Linked DNA regions of Mus musculus: all the other regions are linked to region 3. The links are chromatin contacts, called in public Hi-C, HiChIP or PLAC-seq and Micro-C maps. All regions are on one chromosome and are shown on one strand. The core of a region is the stretch at or near the end of the contact, and the rest is flanking DNA. Distances in the headings are between cores, read along the strand shown. Region 1 holds the start of Tmem179 (transmembrane protein 179). Region 2 holds the start of Siva1 (SIVA1, apoptosis-inducing factor). Region 3 holds the start of Kif26a (kinesin family member 26A). Region 4 holds the start of E330035G20Rik (RIKEN cDNA E330035G20 gene). Region 5 overlaps Coa8 (cytochrome c oxidase assembly factor 8). Region 6 holds the start of Trmt61a (tRNA methyltransferase 61A). Region 7 holds the start of Inf2 (inverted formin, FH2 and WH2 domain containing).

Region 1 (2,804 bases), core at 88-2,587, 360 kb before region 3:
GAAGACAAGTCACAAATCAATGAGCTGTCTTTCCGTGTGTAAAAACCAACCAGATTGAAAGCCCTGCTCAGGAGAAGGGTCTGCAGAGTTGATGTGTGGACTATCTTCACGATATTGCCAGAGACCAGTTTGGCGACTCCTGCCAACACCACTTGAAGTGTTCGTACCTCATGACCCAGTCATTCTTCTCCTAAGACTTTCATAGAGACTCATGTGCTGCCTGCACAGCTGGCACAGCCGCAGAAAAAGACACCAGGATGTCACACAGCAGAGCCGGAAACAACAGACACTGGAGACGCTCAATGTCCCCCCAGAGAGGGATAGTCACACACAACAGTCAATGTTACGGAATGTTACACAATAACTAGAAAGAAGACCACGGGCTTGCTTGTGCAGACAGGGAATAATGCATACTGTTGGATGACTGAATTGCCTGTAGACACAGGCATAGTATGAAACATTTTTGAAAATTGTGTGTGCGTGGTGCAAAATGTCTGGATGGGTAGACATCAGGTTGTCACGAGTAGTAACGATGTGCCGGAGTGGAGGGAAGAGGAAGAAACTTGGTGTCTTTGTATCACACATATTCCTCATTGTAATTAAAAAAAAAAACAAGCCCATATTACTTTGGCAATAAAACAAAAGGAATTTTTAGTGCCTGAAGCCAAAAATAATGCTGATGTAATCTATATCCAGAAGGATGTCTCTAGGGCTTACTCATCTGGGAATTGGACTAACGGTTACTTGGTATTAAGGGAAACTAGAAAAGTCATTAATTCTATTAATTAATGCACCACCAGCTCCATCACAGCAAAGAGGTCTTAATGAGGTGCCCAGGGCAACCATTATTTATCTTACAAACGCGGAGTGGAGGGCTCTACTGTGGGGCTGAGGGCATGGTTCTCGGAGCACAAACAGATCACGAGTCTGCTCCCGCCTAGGAATACTTGAACCCTTCCTCTTTTCTATCCTCACACCTACCGACCCGACTCTCTGCCTCCCTCCTCCATTCGCTTTAAAGACAAAGGCCCTGGCAAAGGAGTCTGAACTGCACATAGGACTCCATCCTTCTCCTCCTTAGCCTTTCGCTGCTGGTACCCTTCCTGACAGAGTCGGGTTTCCCCAAGCTGACTTAGTAATGCTCACGACCCCTGCCAGGTTTCCATGGCACGTCTCCACCAATGCAGTCTGTCTAGTGTAGTGCTCTGTCTACCTATCCTGCAGCCGCGGGAACTGTCCGCGGTACTGACCGCAGGCGCGCCCCACGCTCGGCCTGTGCGCACGCGTCTGCGCGCAACGCGAGAGACCCGCGGGCGCCGTCATTGCGCAGCCTCCCACGCGGCTCGGGACCGGCCTGCGCGGCGCCGGAGACTCGCGGCCCGGCTTCTGGAGCGATCGCGTCCCTGTCCGGTGGCCTCGCCAGCGGCTCCTCTCATCCTGGCACCACCATGGCGCTCAACAATTTCCTCTTCGCGCAGTGCGTCTGTTACTTTCTGGCCTTCTTGTTCAGCTTCGTGGTGGTGGTGCCATTGTCCGAGAACGGCCACGACTTTCGTGGCCGCTGCCTACTCTTTACCGAGGGTATGTGGCTGAGTGCCAACCTGACGATGCAGGGGCGGGAGCGCTTCACTGTGCAGGAGTGGGGCCCACCGGCTGCCTGCCGCTTCAGCCTGCTCGCCAGCCTCCTGTCACTGCTGCTGGCTGCTGCGCACGCATGGCGCACGCTCTTCTTCCTCTGCAAGGGACACGAGGGGTAAGTTTAGGCCTTTCAGCAGCCCAGCGCAAACTGATGCAACACTCACACGGTTCCTGGCACCTATCAGGCTCTCCTCTCCGGGGCCATGAGCCCCTCCACCTCTCTTGCTGCAGAGGCCTGCAAGTGTCAACACTTTCAGCCTCATTATTTTAAGCAGACTGCCCTTTGTTTACACACAGGCCCAGCGGCTATGAGGCTGTCTGTCCGACCCACATGATCTCTTTCTATTCCCAAGGGATGCATCACTCCGAATTCTCAGTCCTGACCCCTTGGAGCACAGATGTTGCACTGTCATGGCTGCATGTCTGGGCTCTCTTGTTAAGCTAGGCCACACTCCTCGGGACCTGGGACCATTTGCAGTAGTCTTGGGCCTGCACCCCTTTCCTGTGAGTGGGGGAAGGGACTACACTTTGGAAAGAGCGGGTAGTCTTCTATTTTTGCTACTCCTCTTGGGAAAAGATGGCAGAGGATGTCTGTAGAGCTCCTTAAGCTCCCCTTAAGCTGGAGGCATGTACAGTGTGTGTGTGTGTGTGTGTGTGTGTGTGTGTGTGTGTGTGTGTGTGTGTATGTGTGTCTCTCTGTGTGTACTCTGTGTGTGCCTTTATGTGTGTGTGTACTCTGTGTGTATACTGTGCATGTGTCTATATGTCTGTCTGTGTGTGTGTGTGTGTGTGTGTGTGTGGTGGGTGAGTAGGATCTCCTTTGTGTTCCCTGTACCTCCCGAGTTTCTTCACCCTTTTTTTCTTTGTCACCTGTCTGAAGCCAGTAGAATGTGGTCACTTGGTGTCCTCAGCCAACAACAATCAAGAGCCCACCCTCTCCCTGGCTGAGGCTTCCTGGGTCCTGGAATACCAATGCTCCTGCAATAGAGAGTGAATTCCCACGTCCAGCCCTCCCCATCCATGTTTTTAGTTGCTCCCTTGCAAGGAGGTGGGTGACAAGCACGGGTCTCTGAGAACACAAGGATGTAGGAGGCTGGGTGAAGGGGGTTCTTGCTAGTACCACAGATGAAGAACATGAAACAGTTAACGCTCTCACCACAGTAGAG
Region 2 (2,767 bases), core at 151-2,650, 500 kb before region 3:
CTACTTTAAGACAGAATTACTTAAGTTCAAGGCCAGGCTAAGATACACGGTGAAAGCCTGTCTGAAAAACAAGAAATGGGAAGAGTTCCTGGAGGGGTACTCTTAACACAGGTGGGGCTCAAACCCACATTCCATTATGAGAGCAATTTTCTCCTTAAGGCCTCCTGGTCCAGCAGAGTCCAGAGTGTGGGCTGGGGTTTTGGTAAACTGTGTGTACTATAAAACTCGCTAGAGCCCTGCACCCCTTCCTGACTGGCTGGCTCTGAGTGGCCTGGCAAATGCTCCAACACACAAGTCCTCAGAAGGGTAGAGCCAGGCTGTTAGGTTCCAATTAACACTTAGGCCTTCTTTTCAACTGCATGCTTACATTTAAAAAAAATTAATTTACTTGGCTATTTAGTTACTATGAGTGTGGTCGGAAGACAACTTTCAGGAATTCTCTCCTACTGTATGTTCTTGGGACCTGACTCATGTCCAGGCTTGCATAGACTGCACTTTAACCAGCTGAGGCATTTTCTGGGCCGTGTTTGCATTGTTATTGCTGTTTTAAGACATCTCACCATAAAGCCCATGCCTTTCCCTTCTGAGTGCTGGCGTCAAAAAACAAGCCACGACGCCAGGCCATGTCTAGACTGGGGGGCGTGGGGGGAGGCACACTCTTTGCAGCTCAGTCCTGTCCCTTCACGCATCGCCCCTGCGTCTCAGCACTTGAGTTTGCATTCCCAGAGTACAGAGAGGGAAAGGACAAATACTGGGGCTGCGTAGGGAGTTTGTTTTCCCGCACATTCCAAAGGCGCAGCGGCACCGCTCAAAGTTATACGGCCGCAAACTGCGCCAAGCTACGGTACACTGCGTTACACCTGCCCCAGAAAGCCATCACTGCAAGGCAATGCTCAGCAACATCCATCCGCTACAAAGGCCACTTGCGAGGGCTCAGGGCAGTCTACGCCATCACGCCCACTCGAACCCAGTCCCCGCGTCGGTCCCGCGCTAGGCTAGTCCGCTCGGCAGCACTCGGGTCCGACTCGGATTTCTCCGGGAGCCGCCTGAAGCAGCATCCACCGTGAGCGCTCGGGACGCTCCCGCGGTCTCCCGCTGCCCTGCGCGGCGTAGCGCGCTCTACCCACGGAAGTCCACACTCACCGAAGACCTCGCGTGAGTAGCGCTCGGCGAACACACCGTGGCTCAGCTCTTTCAGGCCCACGTGGACTTTGAGTTGGAGCGGGGCTGCGTCTGCGAACGGGCAGCTCCGCTTGGGCATGGTAGCGGGTACCAGACACAGCCTTCAGCAGCGCGCAGCGCGCCGCGCGCCGAGCACACGTCACGGCGCCCTCGGACCGCGGCGGAGGCCCGAGCCGACGAGGGCGCGGCGCCCAATAGGCCGGAGAAAGGCTGGGGGCTCGCCTCAAACGGGCCCCGCTGCGCGGGATAGGCCGGAGTGACGTCGGGGGCGGGACTTACGCAGTTAACGGCGAGGGATAGGCTGAGGGAGGCAGTGGCTGGAATGCAGGGCGCGGGAAAAGGCCAAGGGCGCTGGCGCGGCGAGGTGAGGTCTGCGCAAGGCGTGGCACGGGATAGGCCGAGGGGGGGGGGGGTTGTGTTGGGGCGGGGCTAGTTTATGTCACAGCTCAGGATAGGCCGGGAACTAAGAGGCGGGGCTCTGGGGTGGGGCGCGGGATTAGCGGGATGCTACGTTGGGGGCGGGACTCGTGTGCTAAGGGGCTCTGCATAAACCAGCACGAGATCGAGGGCGGGGCTCAGCGCGCGAAAAGCCTGAAGGCTCTGTTGTCGCTAAGCAACGGTGATAGGTGATAGGTGAGATATCAGTATCAAACAGTAGGGTGGCGGGTTTTGTCCCAGCTCCTGATCTTAGTGGATACGGGCACCCATCTTCCCCTACGAGTTCCTCTTGTGTTCCCTTAGGTCTGATCTTGGGCAGGGAGCCTGAGGGTTTATGGCGTCACCTGCGGGTCCGCTGGTCAGGATTTAAAAATATTGTGGTGTCTTCTAACATGTTGAACAGGCAAAACAGTGATGCTGAGGGGTTTCTCAGTCCTTCTATTTCTACACAATCGGAACGTCAGTTATTCGGGTGCATTAAGTTTTGTGCTCATCTTGGAGTACAGGAGACCCGGAGTGTACACACAGCACCCGTTAATTCTCCAGACTTTGTAGAATGGAAGTCTCTGATCAAAGTGTCAGGTTCTCTGCAGGCTTCTGTCTTCCAGAATCTACAAATAAAAACTTTTGTGTCCTTACTGGATGTGTGTGTGTGTCCTCATCTCATAATAACACCCAGTACTTTGAATTAAGTTCTGCCCTAAGGACCCTGTTTTAACTCTTTAAGACTATATCCACCAGCCCTGTGTGTTGGCTCACACCTTTAATCCCAGCTCTCAGAAAGCAGAGGCAGGCTGATCTCTGTGAGTTGGAGGCCAGCCTGGGCTAGGTAGAGAGACCCAGTCTCAAAATACCGAACAAAAAACTGTATCCAGATACAATCACACTCTGACTCTTGGGAGTTAGGCCTTCGACATAAAGAAGGAGCACAATTCTAAATAGGACAATAGGGTCCAGTGACTACTGACTGCTGTGCTTCCCCACCCCCACCCCCACCCCCAAATGGTGGTTTCCCCGGTTGTAGAACTGTGCAGAATGGATGATACCTCTGTGTGGAGTCATGCGTTTGTCCCCTACTGCATGGCTTAAATCCAGCGACCTGTCCCAGGAACCACCACTAAGAAGGCTGTTGTTCATGTTAAGATAA
Region 3 (2,700 bases), core at 181-2,680:
AAGGCTGAAGGTTAGAAGCAGCTTCCTGTGGAGACCCCCCACACCCCTGCATTGCACACTTCCAGAGACCATTGTTCCCTGGAACAATACTCCAGTTCTTTACATGCCTGGCAAGACTGGCCGGAAAGCCCAGTAGACTCCTCTCCCACCAGCGCCTGCCTGCCATGCTGCAGCCTGGGAAACCCCGAGGCTCAAGAGTCATTACCCACACGGAAGGCCTGGGCCCCAGAGGCAGAGAGCCAGGGCAGGGCACAGGCCCATAACAGACACTGAGTAGGTATGGGACAATGATGCACGGCCCCCGGGTGCAGAAAGGGGCCCACTCTCTCACCTTTTATGCCCTCTCTATACAGGCATGCCAATGTCCAGATGCCCAAAGTGCCTCACCATGACAAGCCCTGCCCTGGGAGTGAGGTCCCGTCTTCCCCTTTTCTACCCCTCCCAAACACAGACTGATTCCAGCTGTGGGACATCTGTGGCTAGGAAAGAAATTTACCCAACCCCCTATGACACGCAGCAGGCCTCCTAGGGTGAGGTGCACCAACACACACTCTTGCAGACTATGGCACGGGGTGGGGGTGGGGGCACGATGAACTCGCCACGCTCCAAGCCCCAGCCCCAAAGATTCCCAAGTTCCAGCCCTTCCCTGTTTGAGATATGGCCTGAAGAGGGGTCACTTACCCGGAGAGGAGTCCCGGGCCCGCTGACCAACTTCCACGCCTGTCGTTTTAGCTCCACGAGCTTCGTGTGGCAGTGGCGGCACCACCCGCCCCCACCGGCCGAGTGGCTCTGCTCAGCGCTGGCCCCGGCGCCCTCCGGAGCAGGGCGGCTGCTGCATGGGTCTTGATCGAGCCCGGCGGGCAGCCTCTTGCGCGGGGATACCTCAAGTGGCGGGGTCTCTCGAGCCGGGCCGCACTCAGCCACCTGCGGGGGTTGGAGATGGGACAGTAAGCCCAAACCTTCGCGCGGCGCCACTGCGGGACTCCACGCGGCCGACTCCAGACCCAGTCGCTCACGCCCCTAAAGCCACGCTCGCACAAAAGTTAGGGCCCTGGATGCAACGCCAGGAGTCCCTGAAGAAGAAGCCCCAGCCCGACGCTCGGGGCCCCGTCCCGCTCCGCGCCCCACCCCTAGAGGGCGCTGTACACCCCGCTAGCATCATCGTTGTCCTGGGCTCTGAACCCGGTGCCCGTCGAGCCCAGCCGCCCGCTCCTAGCAGGGCCTTGCGTACCGCGGGCTGCACCGCACACAAGGAGGCGCCGCGGCCGACCATGGCACGGTCGCAGGAAGGGATACGTTGGCTCTCGGGGTACAGTGGCTACGTGATCCGGCCCAGGGGCACCCCCATGGCCAGGCCTGCTGCTCTGAAGTTGGCAGAGCAGGCGAGTGGCGGAGAGCACGCTGTGGACGCGACCGGCTTGCTCCGGGACAGGCTGGGCGGGGGCGGGCCAAAGCTTGTAGGGGGAGGGAAGGGGGCGGGACGCCAGAGCGCCGCCCCCATCCTGAGCAGAGCCAAGTGGGCGGGGGTCCCGCTCCTCCTTGCGGCCCCGCCTACTGCTAGGACCCCCAACCTGTTAGTTGAGTGTTGATGCGGGAGGGGCGGTGGGGGCTGCCGAGACACAAGTTACGCGCACGCATGCGCCTCTGTCTCTCCTGAGCGAGGATGGAGTGCGCCTCCTGGGAGGCACCCAACACTCTCATCACTTTGCGAGCGGGAAAACTGAAGCTTTTGCCCAAGATCGCACAGCACGAAAGCGGGTGGGGGTGGGGGGATGGGGGGTAATGAAAGGGGCTGGACCCGGGCCAACGGCTTCCCCAGAACACCCAGAGCACTTGAGTGTGTCTGGCCATGCTTTGGCGCCAACTGTCTCTCATGGATGAGGGTCGTGTTTCAAGAAGTGCAGTGAGGGGCTACGAACTGTCTCGAAGTGTCCTTGCAGCCGCGCCTGTGCCTTAAAATGGATTGCACACTGAGCCGCCTGCGAAGTGGGAGGAAGCGCTGCGGCTTGGCCCTGGGGGTGTGCCGGACCTGTTGTCTGCCGGCCTGGCAGATGGGGAGTTAGCTCCGGAATTAATTGCCTGTTTGTCTCCGACCCGGAGGTCTCCCTCCTTCCCCAGCGACCAGTTGTTGCTCTCGCCCAAGTCAGACCCCAAATGTCACCACCTTCTGAGGTCGCGGGGGACTCCGGCCCAAGCTCTGGATCAACCCGAAACCCCAGATAGGAGCCAGGCGGGATCTGCGGCGTGGCTCCCCGTGACACAAGCGCCACCTGCCGGCCGTAGTGAGCACAGGTTTCGAGGGCGCAGAGACAGGACACCACGCGTTCTGAGCGCAGAGCTTTCCGCTTGAGGCTGAGACTTAGGACAGCTGAGCCAGGGTGATTCAAGGAAAGACCCTGGTCGGACATCCCCAGAGCAGTCAGACCTTCGCACGGTATAAGGTCTGTCAAACGACCTCTCCTTTCCCCACCTGGACCCTGCTTACTTAGCCCTCCACTCCTACGCACTATTGGCCAAGAGTGGGATGAAGATCCGGTTTTCCAGGTCATCTACGACTTAAAAGAGTCTGTAAACACGACAGGAAGTCATGAATAAACTGGGAACGGGCTCCCCACTTTCTGCAACCCCCAAGCCTCCAGGCCCTTCTCAGCCTTGCGAAGGGAAGACAGGCAGGCGACGGCCCACCATGGGATCCGGGTA
Region 4 (2,700 bases), core at 127-2,626, 260 kb before region 3:
TGAGCTCCGTTTCTGCTTGGAACTCCCCTGAGTGCCTCTGAGATGCCCAGTCCTGGGAGATATGATTTACACATTGAGCCATTTCCCTCCTCTGCGTTCCCTCAATGCTCTTTGTACAACAGAAACTTCCAAGGAGGGAAATAAGTAGAACTTGTGAATAGAAGTTTCCTTCTGGTCCTGGGGATGAGCAGTCACATCAAGGCCAGGACTTCTAAGCTGAGCTCAGTTGCTACTTATGGGCAGGCCAACATCATGTTCTGCTCCCAGCATAGGGAGCTTGTGTCAGGATGGCCCATCTCCAGTGATCCTGAGCAGGGGTATCAGGTTCCAGTAGCCAGGCATGCTCCTTGCAGCTTTGTGTCCCCAGCCTCTCAGGGTAACCAGAAGCAATTCCCTATTCTGTGCATGCATGATGTATGAATGACTTAGGGAGTGTGCACGCATGAATCCTGTGTCTGGACAGGATGAGGAGGTAGAACATAAAATCTCATCTGAGCCTTGCATCAAATGCCCCTCAACACCCTATGCAGCTGCTGGGAAGTTGAGTTTGTCTAGAGCACGGCTCTCCTGGGAGGCAGCAGGCAGGACACAGCATCCTGAGAGAAGCCAGATCGCAAACCCTCACTTTTCTCTACCTAGGTGCGGGCTGATCTCTGTACCTCTGCAGAGCCACCCCGAAAGTACATCTGGGGCTCTGGGGCCCAGAGTGGCGTGCATGGGAAATTTGAGGGCGCAGATTCAATTCATCATTATTTATGAACCAACACGAGGTAGTTTATTACACTGATCACTCACTAATCATCTCCCATAAATGCAGGGACCGACAAAATCCCACCGAATCAATAAAGTGGTAAGTTCCATGTCTAAATCACGGCGCCCAGTGCTCTTGAGTAAACCTTTCGGTAATTTACAAAGGCTGTTGAATTTTATAGTAAGTGTTTTTCAAACCAAGCTGGATTCTAAACAATAATGACTTTTTAATGTGGCTCTGTGATTACATTGTCATAGTGAAATACGGGGGTCTTTGACTGCATCCGAAATGAGCCCGGTGTGAATTACTCCGAGGCATGGGCCAGAGCGGCCCCAGGTAAAGCAATCTCAATAAATCACCCTCCAATCCGGGTGGCCTGGCAGGCGAGGCCTGATGCCAATTTTTGCAACTCAAATTTCAACGGACAATTTGTAAACAAGTGCTTCCATTTGTTCTAAAGCAGTGGTCATGGTCAGGCGCCCTCACAGTGGTGGCGGCAGCCTTCCTAGTGTTGGCCCTCGACCTTGGATAGGAGTGGGATAGTGGCCGCTGGACCACATAGTTGTTTAAACAGAAACAAGTGTAAGATAACTGACTCAAGTGCCAGCCAAGTGTAGAGTGCTCAGTGTGTAACATTGTAACATTGAAGAGTAGTTTCTTGTCCCGGGAGGTCCTGCTGGGCAGTGCTGGGGCCAGGCCTGGGTTTCACTCTCCCTTGAAGGTTGTGATGATCCAGTCTGCTGGCAGAAAAGCTCCAACATGCTGGGCAGGCAGGGCTTCCAGAAGCTGCGTGCTGGCTACACTCTAGGCTGCGACACTCCTGATAATCCCAAAGCTACTGGATGAGAGGTGAGCTCGGACCATCTCTGAGTCCAAGTGTGACTGACGGCTGAGTGACTCCCATGGCTGAAGAAGTTGGGTTGGATGCTGCTGTGGCTGCCGGGCCTGTGGTCCAATCCTGGCCCCTCTCACTCCCACTTTTCAGGCCCCTTCTCGGACTGGCCTAGCTTTGGATGGGTGTGTGGGTTTCCTCAGATCCTGACCACTCCCAGGATGGGTGCATAGCTGGCTGGGTGGAGACTGGAGATTCTCTGCCAAGGGTCCCCCCATTGGCCTTCCCTGCCCCTTCAGGCAGGATAGATTCATCCTTCTCTCTCTGGGGGTTCAGATTCCTCTCTCCCTACAGAAATGAAGAAACCAAGTTTCTAGAAATCTTGAGATGACCTCAGTGAATACAGAAGTTTCCAGGGTGCCACATGCCTCCTTGGCGTCCCTGAGGCTTGTCTCCCAGAGTGGAGATTAGTGCCATGCCTTCCTTGGAGTCCCAGAGGGCAGTTAGAAGGCCTCTGAGGGCTTTCTGACCTCAGAGAGGGTGGTCATAAGGCAGTGAGGACTTGGAGGCAGGTACCCCAGGGAGAAGCGCAAGCATATGTCACACACACACACGCACACGCACACGCACACACACACACACACGCACGCACACGCACTCGCACACGTGCACACACACACACACACACACACACACACACACACACACTACTACCACAAGTGTCTTCCTGTGATCTGAACTTCTCTTCCAAGGCTCTTGGCATCTAATTCCCACTCAGTAGAGAGGGAAACAGAGGCCTAAATGGAGTGAGCACTTGCCTGGATCAGGAGGAAAACTGCACCAAGTTCTACCTGCACCTTAGTCCTCAGGGGCCTGGCCTCAATGTGTGCACACGGGATAGGTGAGCACTGCTAGGGACTTGGTAGGAAGGCCGAGGAAATTAAATGAGTTAATGAATCGCAGATGGTTAGGCCCAAGTAAGGCTTGTTATTAAGTTCCTTTCCAGTATTTAACGAAAGCGTTTGTTCACAGCCGGGGGACCGTTTTAGAGAGGGAAGGGGTTCGCAAAGAAGCCGAGCTCTGTAACTTACATCTCTTCTTCATAAAATTGGGGGGA
Region 5 (2,700 bases), core at 197-2,696, 410 kb after region 3:
CAGCGCTCTTAACCGCTGAGCCATCTCACCAGCCCTGGTTTAAATTCTTGCAGTGAAACTTTATTCACATTTTTACACTGCAATATTCTGAGCTGGTATAATTCAAAGTACAGACAATACAAAATACAGCCTCAGCATACAGCGTACTGAGGAGCCTGAGCCAGGCAAGCACGGCCCAAGGGACTGTGCTCGCTTAGTGTCCAGGGCCTCATAAACAGAACCTGGAGCTGTGGGTCAGGTTCCGGTGCTGTGGGTCAAGTTCTGGTGGGCTCCTCCTAACTGCTTGTCTTCTTTTGCCTTAGCTTGCTCCACATCCTCTCCAGGACCACCTTCCCCATGAAGAAAGTGATGGCAAAATTACGCTTGTACCAGTCTCTACAGAGAAAGAGAGGACCCCAGTCAACTGCAGTGTCAGGCCTGATCAGCAGCTTTCCTGGAGGTGCCACAGTCACCTGACTCCCTACTTCCACCCCAGCAGAATACACACACACACACACACACACACACACACACACACATAGAGAGAGAGAGAGTTTCCCTAAGTATAGAGAGCTCTAATCTTCCCCTGGCCTGTATTAGCAGATTCCTAGGATGCTCTGAGGATCCAGCAGCATCCTAGACAGGCAGTGATGAGTAGCGCCATGGAACAGCCTACCAGGCTTTCCAGGGACCTGGGATTGGGGTGGGGCTCTGCTTGGGTCTAATTTGTATGAGACAAAGTATCCCACAGAAGGAAGCTGACTGTCACAACGTTCTCCTTCTCCTGGGTCTCTGATGCTCTCATACACACCCTGGCAGAATCTGGACAGAGAAAATACACAGGCTGCTGCCTACACGTCGTAAGTGGAAGCCCACCCACTGGGCCCACCCACTGAGCCTAACGGTGAGGTGAAGTGTGGAGGGCTTACTGCATAGAGGAAAGGCACATCTCAGATCCTGGGTGCAAGCCCCTGCTGCCCCAAAGCCACCAGCCGTTCCAGGCCCTGAGCACTTCTGCTAGGGCTGGATTCACTGACCCTTGGATCTCAGCACAGAAGGTAAGAGAGGAGCCAGAGCCCTAAGGAGGTGACAGCACAAGTCAGCCACAGTGTAGGTCCACAAACTCCATCTACCTTCCTGAGAACTTTATAACTCACAACCTGCTGTCAAGCAGAACCCTAAGTAAACAGGAAGGCTCTGGGGGAGCAAGAGGCCACCCCGTGTGACTCAGGCAAGAAGAGCCCCACTGCTCTTGTGAGGCAGATGATCTGGACAGTCAAGCAGAGAAACCAGCAAAGGAAGCCAGCAAAGCCTCCCTGTTTCCGAGCGGAGGCAGCCTCACAGAGCCTGCGCACACACAGCCTGCAGGGGGCAGCCGTGCGCTGTGTCCGTGAGCTCACGTGGCTGAGCGCCTAACTGGGTCAAAGCAACACAGCGCAGCCGCAGCCGCAGCCGCAGACTGCTCCCTTCGAAGCGCATCCAGCCTCCAATGCCGCCCACGTTCTCGGAGACCTTGCCGCTCTGGCCACAGCCAGCCCTGTCACTGCTGCATTTTAATGCAAATCTCGAGTTGCATCTTAATTGCAGTACCAGGCAGAACAAAAAAACTAAAATCTCAAAAAAAAAAAAAAATTCAGATTTATCAGGCCAACCATATGGTGGCCTACACTTCTAATCTGAGCACTTGGGAAGTGAAGGTAGACAGAACCTCTGTGAGTTTGAGGCTAGCCTGGGCTACACAGTGAGTTTCTGAACAGCCAGAACCACATAGTGAGATCCTTTCACAAACAAAACCCACTAATCTGTCAGGATGATGAGCTGGCCCAGACACACCTATCCCATCTCCATGAGACACCTGTCACAAGAGCTCAGGACTGGGCAGGCAGGCGCTCAGGTTCTCGTGCCTGCCCCACATATACACAGCCCTTACTTTTCCTATGAGCTGGTGCTTCAATTTGGAAGCCCGACCACACTTCAGCCCACGTCAGTCTCCTGAACAGCTGCAGGCGTGGCTGTCCTTCCTCCGGCAGCACCCTGGGCCACCGATGAGGACATGCTTAGTTAGGCCTCGGGTGTGGCACCCTCATCTGTCACCATCCAATCCCACAGCTTTTGCTGACCGGTGGCGTTAGCAGTCAGGGTTGATGAGGGATGACGAGTGTCTAGCCCTGTGTGGCCACCAGGGAAATACTTACATCACTGTTTCTGAGTGTTCTTTTTGTTTTGTTTTCCAAGACAGAGTTTCTCAGGGCAGCGCTGGCTGTCCTGGAACTCACTCTGTAGACCAGGCTGGCTTCACACTCATAGCTCACCTGCCTCTGCCTCCCGAGTGATGCCACCAGCAGCAAGCCCGAGTGTCCCTTTGTGTGCTCACCTTTGACTACCTTTGGCACCGGGCAGGGAAGCTTTTCCACACGAGCCGTACATACAGAAGAGACCAGAGCTTGCTTTCTTGAGTGCTCACACAGATGTGTGTGTGTGTGTGTGTGTGTGTGTGTGTGTGTGTACACAATGGTGTTTTGTAATGCTCTGCATGTTCTGCTTGGGAGGGTGACTCACCCTGCAGTTCAGGCTCCTTGCTGGTCCCTGCATGGCTCTCCTGTGGCCTTTGATCTCTACTGATCAAGAGTTCTGACAGAGGGCTGGTGAGATGGCTCAGTGGGTAAGAGCACCCGACTGCTCGTCCGGAGTTCAAATCCCAGCAACCACATGGTGGCTCAC
Region 6 (2,700 bases), core at 94-2,593, 470 kb after region 3:
GCATCCAGTGGCCTCAGTACCTAAGGGTGGGCATGTGAGAGACAGCTAGCTCAGACCCTTCTAGCTACCACCTGGCCTCGTATCAGTGACAGTGCTAATCTTCGATGGAACTAGGGAAGGGCCTGGCTGTAAGTGTGGGACAGACTTCTCTCTGCAATGAGCTCTGGAGTATCCAGCCTCCCTCCAGGAAGGGGCAGCTGGCCTAGAAAAAAAGCAGTCAGCACCTTGGCCAGCATCAAGCAATCCCAGCTCCGACCTCATAGGGCACCTCCTCCTCTTTCTTCTCCAACCCAGGTTAGCTCCCATCAGCTGCCATTTCGATGACAGCAGCTAGTACTGCTTCTGGCTTCACTCCCTGCAGCCACACCCTCCCTTGCAAGCGGAGTTGCTAAATAAAAGCTAGAAGAACCAAGTAGTTCAGCGCACAACTGCAGGAAGGATCGGCTGCAAACCGTCTTATCTGAGCTCATACCAGAGGAGCTCACCTGATTCACAGACCACAGAACCGGGACGCAGCTCCAGCATCATGGTGATCAAGGCAATGTCGGTGGAGTAGAGGATCTGCGTGCGGTGGGGCAGGTTCACTGTCCAGAGCTCAGGAGTGGGGTGCAGCACATACACCCAGCCGCCTCTGCTGCAAATCACCTTGGAGCCAAATGGGCGGCCAATGAGGTCCACCGAGTGCCTCAGGACGCCATGCCGGGTCTGGGTCTGTGCCCCACGCTGCACACGCACTGCTACCATCGAGCCGTGCCCCAGTGACAGGATGGCTGTGTCGCCTTCCTTGATCAGCTCCTCGTATGCCACGAAACTCATGGTGTTAACGTTTGCCAAGGGTCAGGGACCTGGAGAAGTGGTGTGTGGACGTGAGGTCAGAGGACCAGGAGGCAGGATGAAGATCTGTGGTCTGGACAGAGAGGTCTGTGGGGCCTGGGTTCTGAGCAGGGTTAGCGGACTTGCTTAGCCAACCCAACAGAGCTGCACTCTAGCCTAACATATGGAGCCCTTCTGGAGGTCTCTATTCTCGGAGTACACAAGAGAGTGCACAGCGACAGGAGCCCAAGGATTCCCACACATGAAGAACCAGAATCCCCTAGTGTGAAGGCGGCAGCCTCTGATAGCGTGCACAGCAGGGGAGAGAAGCCACCTCCGAGCCCGGAATCCCCGTAGCCCCTTGCCCAGAGTCTCCACGGAGGGCTCCCGACGGCAGGGAAGGCTGGCCTCCCGCCGAACAGCACGGGACCTGCCAGCAAGCCCGGAGCGCCGCTCCCAGCTCGGAAACTCACGCAGCATAAACCGGCTCCCGGCTCCACACGTGGCTCCACGGCGGCCGTAGCACTTCCGGTGCTTTTTGATGACGTCAAACCAACGCAGGGCTCTCTGGGAGTCGCCGCGCTGTCCTTTGCGTGCTCCCAGAGGACCTTTTCTGGCTGGCGTCTCTTCGGCTGTGTTCTTCTGTGCAGGCTTGCACGTTGCCTAAGAGATCCGAGCGCTGTGCGAAATAAAAGTCCCCTGCTCGCCCGCGGCCTGTCCGCGCGCGGCCTTTTAGGGCTGCCCGGTGCACGAAGTGTCTGCCCGCGGGATACGCATGACCCTAAAGAGCACTTTGACAACTATGTAACCCCAGGACCTCCCTACTATGGCCCACCAGGACATTTTTGTCATTGCAAACAGCTCTGAAACACCCTGTCTGGGCTCCAGAATAAATGCCATAAAGTGGAAACGCAGGCAAAGGGATGAGGGTTAGCTCAAAGACTTTGGCTAGGGCTGGGCCGAGTAAAAGGAGTAGAGTTAGTCTGGAGTATTCTGCAAAAGTGGCCCTAGGCCAGGTCCTGCCTGAGGGGGAGGGCACAAAGCGTCCCTTTCCAGGATCCCTGGCATCTTGAGAGCCTATGAAGTGAAGGAAGATTCTTCCTCCGGGTGTGCAGTGGAGAGGGGAGTAGGCAGGCATGGGGCAGAGAGAGTGGAGAGCCTTCCTGCACACCTCAGCTGGTAGAAAAGAAGAGAAGGAAACGTTAGCTATGCAGAACCAGCAGCAGTGACCAGCTTAAGGCTGCACTCTCCATGAAGAGACTTTGACCCAGCCTGCCTTTTCTAGAATCCCGCCAGCCTATAGGGATCCTCTGGGGCCAGGCTAGGCCAACCTGTGATGTCCTTGCCCTAGAAACTCAGGTGCCTGACTTCAGACCTCCTCAAATTTCTGCCCTGATTGACCTTAGTATGATAGCCCTGGAAGGACAGACAGTGAGGGTTTTTCTTGGTCGCCCATGTCTTCAGCTGAGACATCCCAGCCATATCCACAGCCCCACAACCCTTTTCTTTCTTTTTTTCGTCTTTATTGAATAATTTATTTACATTTCAAATGTTTTCCCCTTTCCAGGACTTCCCTTCAGAAACTCCTTATCCCATCCTCCCTGCCCCCACAACCCCTGTTCTAACAGGGTACTTCATTCCCTTGGTGGTGCACAGCCCAATACACATCCTAATTGCCCCTCTGGAGAGTTAGACTTTTCACTTCTCCTGGGAGGTTCCTCTTCCTCAGCTTCTCGGTGGCATGGAGACCAGGCCTGATTACATCCCCACCCAACCTATGAGTTCAACGGGGGGGGGGGGGGGGGCTTGGTTCCACTTGCCCACTGCTGGCTTCTCAGTTCTTCCTGTGTACCTCTTCTACAGTCCATCTTCTCAGAACTAGTCATC
Region 7 (2,723 bases), core at 91-2,590, 440 kb before region 3:
CTGAAAACTTTCCCCTGTAACAAGTGCACTTTGGTAGAAGGTGAACGAGTCTATTTAAGGTAGGTGCTTTCAGGTCTCAGCACAGCGAGATGGGTGCAATTAGCTAGACAGCCATCAGCACCCCCACAAAATGAGGGGCCTCAGCTGGAGGTTAACCCCTCAGGAGCAGAACCCTTGCCAACAGCCTGCTTGGGTACCAGGGAGGGAAGCTTAGAGACCGCCAGGAAAAGGTAGGAAGGCAGAGCCAGGCAGGGCAACTCCTACCTGGTCCTAGGGGGACCCCCAGCTAGGTCAACTTGCACAGCTGCTCCCCAACCAATGGGTTGGGACAGGGAGAAGCCTTAGTCTCCAGCCTTGGAACAAACACCTTTTTTTTTTTTTTTTTTTTTTTTTTGCTCTAGGGGTTACAGTGTCTGCTTCCCAAATGCCCCCTGCCCTGGGTGACACCCTGAAGGGATACAGTCTGAGACACTCTCCTCACCCTTCAAGTTTAGAGAAGGAATTGAGGCCCAGAGAGGACGGGTAAGGAGGGACTTCCCAACTCTGGCTTCGACCCGGGCGTGCAAGCTTTAGAGTGGGTGCACTGACCTGGAGCCCAAGGCAGGAAGGAGCAGGGTCATTTTTGCCGCTGACTCCTGGTGTGTCCAACCTGTCACCGTGTGCCACCGGGCACTGAGCGGTTAGAAGACGGGACACACGGGCCCATAGACGGCTCTCCATCCCATAGTCCTCTAGGGAGTCCACCAAAGCATAGTTGGGCTTTCTGCTAAGATCACCTTCATTCCCAGCGTCCTTGCCCAGGAGGAGGGTAGACAGGGGTAGCCACAAGAAACAGAGCTGTGTCACTCTCTCAGGTCTGCCTTAGCCCACCGGCGGCGGGCATCTTTAGAAGCTAGCTGTCAGGGCGGGGCCGCAAGCTCGCCCTGTGCTATCCCGGAGGCGGACCTCCAGTTGAAGTTTATTTTCTCAACTGTGGCTGATTCATGGTCAGGATGTGGTAGCCGCAAGGTGGGGGAACTCCTCCAGTCCGACCCGGAGCAAACACCCTATGAGCAGTGAGCATCATCTCCATATCAGCCCGTAGTCGAGGGCCAAGAGCGCGGGACCAGGTTCTTGGCCACCTTGGTGCACACGCGGCAGTCCGCTCCTCAACCCCAACCATTTCCCTCACTGCCCCCAGACTCGGTTTCCCTCTGCGTTCCAGGCTAGCCCGAAGCCGCGGACTTACCGGGTGGGGGTACAGCCGAGAGATGGTGCAGAGTGCTGTGTCCCGGCGCCGGAGCGTCTGGGGCTGCGGGCGGCGGCCTCGCGGCTGCTTTCCGCACAGTCTAACCGCGCTCGCGGGCCGGGCGGGGCTGGAGGGAGGAAGGGGAGGTGCGGCCCCACCCGGCGGCGGCCACGTGGGGGGCGGTGCTGCCCGGGGCGGGGCGGGGTGGGGTCTCCAAGGAAGCCCTGCCCACCCGGGTCTGGCATCTCTGCGGGGGCGGAGAGATGAAAAGGAATGGGACATTCCGGGACTCTCTAGAGACCTGCTGGGAATGGCCCTTTTGCCTCCGACCTCACTGTCAGTTCCCGCCCAGGCTCCCTAGCACGTTCCTTATCTCTCCCCTACGCTGGCCATCTGGTGGACTCACGAGTTGGTCAGGTTCTCCACCACCTCTGGTCCAGCTCTGCCTCCCACACGGGAGCCCTGCTGTAGGCTGCTGATCTTGAGAGTCCTCCGATGTCCCTACCTTCATCCTTTTTTCACTGGAGGTAGCTATTTCCAGTTTCTAGCTCTGTCCTGAGGACCTGCTGAAGTGCTCTCCCTGGCCCTAGCCTGGGCTGTGCGCCCTCAGTTTCTCCAGCTTGAAGTTGTACCTTTAAAAGGTTTATGAACGTGAATAAAGGGTCTCCACTTACTTGAGCCTTGAATCTTCCAAGCTGGGTGGAGGGCATGTGGCGGGTGGGCAGAGTGAAGGGCTCTGGATCTCCTGTAGCCATTCTATCCTGGACACAGCATCATGCTTGGGGGTTTATGTGCTCTTCTGCCACATGGGATTAAGCACAGCCTTGGCTGCCTGTAAATGTCCATCTCAGTATTCTGTGCCCCCTGCTCGGCCCTATCATCTCAAGCGCAGGGCCAAAAGCAACCTTTGATAGCTAGCCAGTGTTGGGATGGCCCCAAAGTGCTTGGTGTGCACCGCCAAGGCAGGTGCTGACTGGCTCTTGGACACTGCCCAGCCTGGGATGTAAGTCTTGGCCGTTCCTGTAGTGGGACTCAGCTGTTCTTAGAATGCACAGTCCCTGCAGCCACCAAATGAGCCACTCAGCCCCACTAACGCTCAGCACAGAGACCTTCTGTCTGGGCTGCAATTCTGGTTACCCAACATCACCTAGGTCTGGTGGCTCCTTCTGGGAAGGGGTCAGCAAGGTTTACTCACTCTGTCCTGGGCCTTTGGTCAGAGGGTGTGTTTATTTACCCAAAAGGAGGAATGTGACTATGGCCCCAGCCTGGAGGACTGTTGGCCTCAGCCTGTCACCATCCCTCATTCCCTCATCCCCCCATGAGACCGCAGTGGCTGTGTTTGGGAACTGTGTCATCTTTCCAGGTTCTTCTGCAGTGGCCCTGAGGGAGGTGCGGCCCTGTTGGAGCTGTTCCTCAGGGTCAGGCCAAGCCATGAGAGGCCAGAGCAGGATGAAGCGGGCAGAGTAGCTAGTTGGTAGCTGGGGTCAGGGTTCAG

What was found. A called contact is a pair of places that touch in the nucleus more often than the background predicts. HiChIP or PLAC-seq counts read pairs in DNA pulled down with a chosen protein or histone mark.
Region 1: a contact with region 3 is called in an H3K4me3 HiChIP or PLAC-seq map of stem cell-derived neural progenitor cells, with 146 read pairs. The contact joins the promoter of Tmem179 here to the promoter of Kif26a in region 3. A contact is called at or near these places in 16 of 39 promoter capture datasets (the 3T3-L1 cell line, the C10 cell line, the HPC-7 cell line and 11 more), 3 of 15 datasets of contacts at CTCF or cohesin (the NIH/3T3 cell line, embryonic stem cells and stem cell-derived epiblast-like cells), 5 of 484 Hi-C or Micro-C datasets (bone marrow-derived macrophages, cerebral cortex, embryonic fibroblasts and 2 more), 25 of 115 datasets of contacts at active chromatin or transcription factors (SST interneurons, VIP interneurons, astrocytes and 17 more) and 2 of 9 other capture datasets (adipose tissue and liver).
Region 2: a contact with region 3 is called in an H3K4me3 HiChIP or PLAC-seq map of embryonic forebrain, with 4 times the contacts expected there. The contact joins the promoter of Siva1 here to the promoter of Kif26a in region 3. A contact is called at or near these places in 4 of 39 promoter capture datasets (cranial neural crest, frontonasal cranial neural crest, liver and 1 more), 1 of 15 datasets of contacts at CTCF or cohesin (stem cell-derived epiblast-like cells), 1 of 484 Hi-C or Micro-C datasets (embryonic stem cells) and 8 of 115 datasets of contacts at active chromatin or transcription factors (embryonic forebrain, embryonic stem cells, forebrain and 1 more).
Region 4: an H3K4me3 HiChIP or PLAC-seq map of forebrain shows a contact between it and region 3, with 6 times the contacts expected there. The contact joins the promoter of E330035G20Rik here to the promoter of Kif26a in region 3. A contact is called at or near these places in 15 of 39 promoter capture datasets (the 3T3-L1 cell line, the C10 cell line, the HPC-7 cell line and 9 more), 8 of 484 Hi-C or Micro-C datasets (the N1E-115 cell line, Sertoli cells, bone marrow-derived macrophages and 4 more), 20 of 115 datasets of contacts at active chromatin or transcription factors (VIP interneurons, cardiomyocytes, craniofacial prominence and 11 more) and 4 of 9 other capture datasets (adipose tissue, embryonic stem cells, liver and 1 more).
Region 5: a contact with region 3 is called in a Hi-C map of pro-B cells, with 5 times the contacts expected there. The contact joins the enhancer-like site here to the promoter of Kif26a in region 3. A contact is called at or near these places in 1 of 39 promoter capture datasets (the C10 cell line), 1 of 15 datasets of contacts at CTCF or cohesin (embryonic stem cells), 1 of 484 Hi-C or Micro-C datasets (pro-B cells) and 1 of 115 datasets of contacts at active chromatin or transcription factors (embryonic stem cells).
Region 6: a Micro-C map of embryonic stem cells shows a contact between it and region 3, with 2.4 times the contacts expected there. The contact joins the promoter of Trmt61a here to the promoter of Kif26a in region 3. A contact is called at or near these places in 1 of 39 promoter capture datasets (pre-B cells), 6 of 484 Hi-C or Micro-C datasets (B cells, the N1E-115 cell line, embryonic stem cells and 3 more), 3 of 115 datasets of contacts at active chromatin or transcription factors (embryonic stem cells, large pre-B cells and stem cell-derived neural progenitor cells) and 1 of 9 other capture datasets (embryonic stem cells).
Region 7: an H3K27ac HiChIP or PLAC-seq map of VIP interneurons shows a contact between it and region 3, with 8 times the contacts expected there. The contact joins the promoter of Inf2 here to the promoter of Kif26a in region 3. A contact is called at or near these places in 16 of 39 promoter capture datasets (the 3T3-L1 cell line, the C10 cell line, the SN4741 cell line and 10 more), 1 of 15 datasets of contacts at CTCF or cohesin (stem cell-derived epiblast-like cells), 7 of 484 Hi-C or Micro-C datasets (embryonic stem cells, forebrain, liver and 2 more), 19 of 115 datasets of contacts at active chromatin or transcription factors (the NIH/3T3 cell line, VIP interneurons, craniofacial prominence and 12 more) and 2 of 9 other capture datasets (adipose tissue and pancreatic islet).

The regions. Positions count from the first base shown.
Region 1 is chr12:112,509,693-112,512,496 of GRCm38.p6, reverse strand. Tmem179 (transmembrane protein 179) reads left to right here and starts at 1,337. Exons shown (of 4, transcript NM_178915.3): 1 at 1,337-1,753. The coding sequence starts at 1,449.
Region 2 is chr12:112,643,461-112,646,227 of GRCm38.p6, reverse strand. Siva1 (SIVA1, apoptosis-inducing factor) reads right to left here and starts at 1,400. Exons shown (of 4, transcript NM_013929.2): 1 at 1,144-1,400. The coding sequence starts at 1,261. Gm30101 (a long non-coding RNA gene) reads left to right here and starts at 1,461. Exons shown (of 3, transcript XR_381987.3): 1 at 1,461-1,546.
Region 3 is chr12:112,144,938-112,147,637 of GRCm38.p6, reverse strand. Kif26a (kinesin family member 26A) reads right to left here and starts at 1,430. Exons shown (of 16, transcript NM_001097621.1): 1 at 1,232-1,430; 2 at 682-924. The coding sequence starts at 1,273.
Region 4 is chr12:112,404,488-112,407,187 of GRCm38.p6, reverse strand. It overlaps E330035G20Rik (RIKEN cDNA E330035G20 gene), which reads left to right and starts at 1,376. Exons shown (of 3, transcript NR_166919.1): 1 at 1,376-1,600.
Region 5 is chr12:111,731,342-111,734,041 of GRCm38.p6, reverse strand. It overlaps Coa8 (cytochrome c oxidase assembly factor 8), which reads right to left. Exons shown (of 5, transcript NM_026511.2): 5 at 1-375. The coding sequence ends at 276. Among named protein-coding and RNA genes, the nearest start is that of Coa8, 19 kb to the right of the region's middle. Within about 2 kb of position 1,446, at least 88 of the 459 cell types and tissues checked have an H3K27ac peak or open chromatin away from gene starts, as enhancers often do. A contact at or near this core is called in pro-B cells, where this site is marked.
Region 6 is chr12:111,676,748-111,679,447 of GRCm38.p6, reverse strand. It overlaps Trmt61a (tRNA methyltransferase 61A), which reads right to left and starts at 1,343. Exons shown (of 4, transcript NM_001099793.1): 1 at 1,287-1,343; 2 at 486-845. The coding sequence starts at 816.
Region 7 is chr12:112,587,401-112,590,123 of GRCm38.p6, reverse strand. Inf2 (inverted formin, FH2 and WH2 domain containing) reads right to left here and starts at 1,340. Exons shown (of 23, transcript NM_198411.2): 1 at 1,229-1,340.